Linked DNA regions of Rattus norvegicus: region 1 is linked to region 2. Evidence: chromatin contacts called from public Hi-C data. All regions are on one chromosome and are shown on one strand. Each heading gives the region's core, a stretch centred on a gene start, on an enhancer-like site or on the middle of the called end of the contact. The rest is flanking DNA. Distances are from core to core; before and after follow the strand shown. Region 1 overlaps Thsd4 (thrombospondin type 1 domain containing 4). Region 2 overlaps Thsd4 (thrombospondin type 1 domain containing 4).

Region 1 (3,249 bases), core at 265-2,764, 120 kb before region 2:
GGGACAGTAGGGGGCTTCCTGAAGGAGGTCTGAAGGACTGACTCTGCAAGATTGGAAATAGACAAATCCAGGAATTTACCCCCTTAGGTATTTATGTCCTATGAGAAGACTTTTGTGCTGTTTCCCATGAAGATATTATCTACTGTACATGAGCTAACATCCTAAATACTTCATAGTTTCCGCTGTTTTAGAGGGACATTTTATTGTATATCCTGTTGCTGTTAATGATAGAAAATACACCCTAGTTCCAAGTACCTCTGTCCTGGGACATCATCATAAGCTCCACATAAATCTAAGAATGGAGACTGCATTGTTTGGATGAACAGTCTCTTCTGAACACAGTGGCCCACAATGTCGTAATTTCCACCCACTGTGTGTATTTTTCTGTGGGCTCACAGTCTTCCAGTAGCTCATCAGGCTAGGAATCCTTAAGGACTTATCTATTGGCAAATGTGTTAACCTATGTCATCAGAACTCTCATGATCTAGTCACTTCCTAGATTCCCCATCTGAATACGGCTATACTGGGACCAACCTTTCAACCCATGAGCTGGGAGGGACATTTTATACACAAACCACACCAATGGACAATTTGTCTCCTCTCTCTTTCTCTCCCTCCCTCCCTCCCTCCCTCATCTATGTATATGCACATTTATTCACACTGCTGTGTATGCAGGTGTGTGTGTGTGTGTGTGTGTGTGTGTGTGTGTGTTCTCATGAGTGTGGAAACCGAGGTCATTCCTCGGCCACCATTCACTTGGTTTGTTGAGACACAGTATCTTGGGGCTCATTGATTCAGCCAGGGTGAGTGGCCTGTGAAGCTGAAGGAACCTCCTTTCTCCACCTCCCCAGTACTGGGATTAGATAACATCACACCCAGCTTCATGTTTGTTTTTTAGTGGTTGCTGGGGATTGAACTCAGTACCCATAATAACCCCTCAGCACTTGTGGTTGCATGGCAACTCTTACCAACTGAGCCATCTCCCCACCCACTTTCCTGTACCTGTAATTGGGTACAAACTTTTTGAATGCTGGGTCTGGTGTTTGAGAAGGGGGAGGTGTCACCTTAGGTGACTATCTTGTTGCTGAGGTGGACAATAATCCTAATCTGTCCAAGTTTTCTGTGCATTGTCCCTAGAACTCAGTTTATTTAGGTGATCATTGAAGAAAAGGAAAATACCAACCTGGGTGTTACAGGATGATAGCTAGTGTCCCAGGAGAGCCACCGTCACTGGCTGCTTCTCAGCAGTGAATTGCTTGTCCAAAGGACGGGTTCTTGGGAGGCAGGTGTTTAGCCTCTGTGAGTTTGTGTAGCATAAACTCCCTGTGTAGCATAAACCAAGATGATGACTTTCAGCTCTGGGTTTTCTAGGTCCCCAGGCAGCCAAGGGCCGGTACTTCTGAAATGACTTCTTTGGAGAAAATCCAAGTTGAGCTCAGCTTAGGCTGTATTTCCATACCCTTGGCTGCAAGTGGCAGGCCTTTCACTAAACAAGAAGTAAGATTAGCTTTTAGAGGGACACAGATATCACATAGCCCATAACAGCCTCCCAGAGAGCTTGCTGAAGGCTGTAAGGAGTGCAGAAGTCTCTTATGAGGACCATAGAAGCCAGGCTGGGAATGGTACTAAGGGGTGTAGTAAATGTCTTCTGAACATTAAAAAGAAACTCCCCCGAGTGAGACTTTCCAGTGTTTCCTGTGGCGTGTACTGTACCTGCCGGGAACAGTGGGAAATGGCTTTCGGTTCAGAATGAGGGCTTCCCCAATTGAGCTGTATCTTCCTCCACTCAGGGCAGTGCTGCAAAAAGTTTCCTCTCCTGGTTCAAGGCAGGATTTTGATTTTAAAATACACTGGAAGGCACACGGGAACCGCAGACATACTGCACACCTGGAAAGGCAGTATTTTAGAGGAGACCACACCAAGATAACCAGAAAAATATTCAGTAGGCCTTTGACTAGTCCAGATTCTCTTCCCCTAACCCCATCAGTAGTTTTGTAACTGTGGTCCCTTTAATATTGTGTTATCAACCCTGTGTGGTTTCCATCCCCGTAGTAAATATGAGAATGCCTGGGGTAAACACTACCTCATCCGAGGTTACACAGGAGCCAAGCAGGAGGCAGGGGTTGAGCTGAGGTGTGCTAGGCCCAACCCCACTTCAGTGGGGAGGGGTGTGTGTGTGTACATGAGTCTCTGGCAGCCCTGTTCAAACACAGCTTCCTTCTGAGCACATCCGCAGCGGGGCCCGGTGCTTTACAACTGTCACACTCAACCAGGTGACAGTGCTTCCAGTGGTCCCCAGGTGACCCTTGGACTGTGAAGAAAACTGACACACATGAAGAAACGGCCATCGATCTTGGTAAAGTTTCTCAGACATCTTTGATGGCTGTTTGATTGCTCTCACGTTTGACGGTTTTGTATCTCTGGGCTGGGTAGTTTATTTCAGCTTGACACAAGCTAGACTCATCTGAAAGGAGGGAATCAGTTGAGAAAAATGCCTCCATCATATCCAGCTGTAAGGCTGGTAGCCCTGGATTCTGTAAGGAAACAGGCTGAGCAAGCCATAGTGAGCAAGCCAGTAAGCAGCCCCCCTCCACGGCCTCTGCACCAGCTCCCGCCTCAAGATTTCAGCTCTTGAGTTCCTGTCCCAGCCTTCAGTGATGGACTGAATGTGGAAGTATAAGCCATTTCTCCACCCCCACCCCTGCAACTTGTTTTCGGTCATTACGTTTCATTGCATCAATAGAAACCCTAACCAAGACACCCTGAGAGATCTGAGAGAGAGTTGGCCCTGATGTCCCTACAACTGTAGGAAATCCTCCACTTTGCCTCTATGAGCTGCTTGTCCTGCTAGGGCACAAGAGAAGCCTCCCTGGGGAATAAGAAGTAGGACAATACGGTGATGGACGTACAGACGGACCTCTAGTCATTCTGCTCATATTTACTGAGTTTGCAATTGGCAGGAGGCTGTTCTTAGCATCTAAATGAGAAGCCAAGTAGAGCCCCTTTGCATCTAATACAGTGAATCTAAACTAAAACAGTTACCCCAAGATTTGGACATGTGCCTGTCTTAGAGCTCTCTTGGCCCTCAGAAGACTCTGAGATGTCCTCCTCCGTTAGCCTGTCTGTTCAGCCTGACACCAGCCCGGTTCAATGAGAATAAGCAGAGCAGTGAAACTGCCTCTGGCAGAAAGATTCCTTCCCTGGAAGGAGGGTCCAGAGCTGGCTGTGGAACAGTTGAGAACCCCTGCC
Region 2 (3,591 bases), core at 1,008-3,507:
CACATCTTATTAGTGAGAAACCTTTGACAAGCGTGGGCTGGCTGACAGTGGGCCTCAAGAATACACAAACTGGTTATGACGGCCACGCTTTACTCCGAAATCTATACAATCAATTCCAAGGATCTGGCCGTTTTAGCCATCTTTAATTGCCCATGTCTGTGTGTGCCTGAGACAACTTACTTTTTCAGTGTTGCGTTTTAATGCAACCTTTTCAAAAGCAAGGCAAGGAGCAATTGATGATCCAAATTCAAATCACTTCAGCTGTGTGGTGTTGCCAAGACAAATAAGTAAATAGCTGATGTGCGTGACCCAGACATGGGAATTCTATCGATATTTACTTTTGAGGCCTCCCGCCTACAGAGTCCTTTATACTGATTGTAGCATTTTTTTTCCTAAGATGTGTTACAAGTTTTTTCTTGCATCTCTTCTCCTTTACCCTCCCCCTCCTTTTCCTTTATTCATTTGAGTTAGTGCTGAAAGACCCCCAGACTTGGGGAGACTCTCGCTCCAGTCACGGGTTGAGGTACCCCCAGGAAACACGAGAAGCCGGTCTTGATGTAATCAACAAAAGGCAGTTTTATTTACGAGATCTCGGGCTGACACGTATCTCACACAGGAGATTGAGTCAAGCCCCGAGCCTCTCTAGGCAGGAGCTTATATAGGGAAAACCAGGGGTTTCGTGTGAATACACATAATTGGCTAATACAAAGGGTGCACAGTTACTTTTGGCACGGAGTTACATCAACAAAGCATACGTGTAATCTAGCATCTCAGCAATGTGGGCAGGGCAACTCATCTCACTGCAGCAGGGGGATGACCCATCCTCAGGGAGTGAAGGAAGGGGAGGGGGTGGCTCCAGATGGCCAGTGTCCTTGGGAGTTGATAGTCGGGCCAGTGAGCCCTATCTCAAATTCTCTCAGGCATGTCTGGACTTTGTTCATGACTAACTTTTAGAAATTTTAACCCTTCAGTGCCTGTCACCGCGCTGTGCTTGGCTGAGTCGGGTGGCTAGCGGCAAACTTCAGAGATCCACCTGTCGCACCCTCCCAGCCCTGGGATTACAGCACACACTACATGCACAGTGCTTCCGTGTAAGGCCTGAGACTCAAACCCAGGTCCTCGCACTTACATGGTGGCATCTTCTCAGCACTGACACGATGTCAGTCAAGATCCACTCAGGATCTTTTAAATGGGATATATCGAATATGAATCAGATATACCAAACTGTTTATATCAAATAACAGCACAGAAAATCCAGAGAAATCTTGAGGATAAGAGTATTGGGGGACTTATTCTGCCACAGACAAAGGCATGCGGCCGGCTCAGGGAGAGGTGAGCAGGTAAAAGCAGACAACAGGACGTCCTCAAATAAACCAAAGAAGCTTGGTCTGTGGTGGAGTTCGCATAGGAGTCTAGGGAAAGGGTGAGCTGTTCAATGATAATCAAACAGTTCATCTATGCTTACATAGATGGAAAGACAGAGAATCCCTGCCTCTCAATACACACACACGCATATACACACACACACAAGTACACACACACATACACACACACACACACACACACATAAGCACACACACATAAGCACACAGGCACATATGCTCACACACACTCCCCAGTTCCTGGAGAATTAAGGAAATAAATGTAATCAGAAATTTTAAACTTTAAGAAAGGACTTTGAGGAGGGAAATGTTTTACCTTAGAATAAGGAAGAATTTCTTAAAGGAAAACCCCAGAGTGGTCACAAGGGAAAATACTACGATACCAATAAATTAAAACGTCAAGTGACCAGTTATCACGTGACATCATAAAAGAAGTGCCAAGAGGAGCTACAAGCTTAGAGAAGAAGCTAGCAACATGGCAACCAGTAAGGACAGGGATCTGTGGTGAGAGCTTGTTAAGTTCACAGGCAAAAGGAGAGCTGCCCCCAGCAAAGGGAGCCTGAGGGGCAAACACTGATACAATGTGTTCACCTCACACAGGAAGTTTAGCGTTCACTAGACAGACACAAATACGGCCCACGGTGGAAGACAGTTCTGCTACACCTCAGCTAGCCGAGGGCTTGCCCAGCATGCACAGTGCCCCGGGAATGCTCTCCAGCACGGCATAAACCACACATGGTGGTACACACCTAGAACCATCCCCAGCCCTGGAGACGGAGGCAGGAGGATTAGAACTTCTCATCCTCCAGGATCAAGGCCAGCTGAGGCTACGTGAGATCCTGTCTTCTTCCCACTGCCCTGCCATTCCCCAACCCCCAAAATAGAATGCCACTGTTCTGCCAAGAGAAATACAAATAGCCTCACATAGTTTAGAGGGCAGCCATCACATCTAATAAGGCTGTATGTGTCTTAAAACTCAAAAAGAACACTTAAAAATTCGCTCAAAAGACTGCTGTTTCTTTTTTTTTGTTTGTTTGTTTTTAAGATTTATTTATTTTATTTATATGAACACTGTAGTTCTCTTCAGACACTTGAGAAGAGAGCATCCCATTACAGATGGTTGTGAGCCACCATGTGGTTGCTGGGATTTGAACTCAGGACCTCTGGAAGAGCAGTCAGTGCTCTTAACCACTGAGCCATCTCTCCAGCCCAAGACTGCTGTTTCTAACAGGAAAAAAAAATGGAAACCAAGTCTACCAATGGAAAATGCATCCGTTATATATTTACATGGCTGTCCTCCCCAGTGATATAGACAAATTCATAAATTCAATTTCAAAAAGTGGCCAAGAGTTATTTTCTGAAGTTTAGGTGTCACCGTGGTTAAAGAGAGATGGGAGATGGAGAAGTGGCCTAGTGGTTACGAGCACTGGCTGCTCTCCCGAAGGACCTTCCCATCAACCACACAGCTCACAGCCGTCTGTAATGGGCTCTGATGCCCTCTTCTGGCATGCAGGTGTGCATGCTGATAGAGCACTCATACATAAAATTTAAATAAATCTTTTAAAAACTAAACCACATACAGGAGCCGGGGAGATGGCTCGGTGGGTAAAGTGTTTGTTCCACACACTCAAGGATCTGAATTTGGATCCATGGCACCCTTATAAAAGCTGGGTGACCCCAGCGGTGGGAAGGGGAGACAGGAGGCTCTCTGAGTTTGCTGACTAACCTGACTAGCCAATCTGTGAGGTCCTGGTTCAGTGACCAGAAAACTAGGTGGAGGAGGAAGGATGCATGAATACCAAGGAGCTACACATGGTATCAGTGGTGGCTGGGGAGGAGCCACTTTCTTCCGTGGTGGAGCCAATGTAAGGTACCCATACTCAGGTAAATTACCTCACACGCTTGCCCATGTAGGCAGCACCAGCTAAACTTACTGTAACAGGAGTTAAAAATCGGCACGCCATCTTCTCCTGGCCTCTTTGTGAGAAGAAGCCCTCATAGCTGGTTCGTCATCCCTGTCCAGTGTCTTCAGCATGACCATCCTGGGTCTCGCTATGCTACCCTGGCTGACCTTGAACTCCCGAACTTCACATTTCAGCCTCTCAAGTGCTGGGATCACAGGCTGCCCACAATCCCTGGGCATTCTTGAACATATATTCTCTCCCTCTCTCCCTTCCTTCCCTGACCCCCGTCTCTGTCTCTCTCCCCC

Evidence for each region. A called contact is a pair of places that touch in the nucleus more often than the background predicts.
Region 1: a contact with region 2 is called in a Hi-C map of kidney, with 5 times the contacts expected there. The contact joins two enhancer-like sites. A contact is called at or near these places in 9 of 12 Hi-C or Micro-C datasets (the A7r5 cell line, the Rat2 cell line, Schwann cells and 5 more).

Annotation. Positions count from the first base shown.
Region 1 is chr8:69,409,151-69,412,399 of GRCr8, reverse strand. All of the region lies in intron 7 of Thsd4 (thrombospondin type 1 domain containing 4), which reads left to right. Among named protein-coding and RNA genes, the nearest start is that of Nr2e3, 140 kb to the right of the region's middle. Within about 2 kb of position 1,514, at least 2 of the 93 cell types and tissues checked have an H3K27ac peak or open chromatin away from gene starts, as enhancers often do.
Region 2 is chr8:69,286,372-69,289,962 of GRCr8, reverse strand. All of the region lies in intron 17 of Thsd4 (thrombospondin type 1 domain containing 4), which reads left to right. Among named protein-coding and RNA genes, the nearest start is that of Nr2e3, 19 kb to the right of the region's middle. Within about 2 kb of position 2,257, at least 1 of the 93 cell types and tissues checked has an H3K27ac peak or open chromatin away from gene starts, as enhancers often do.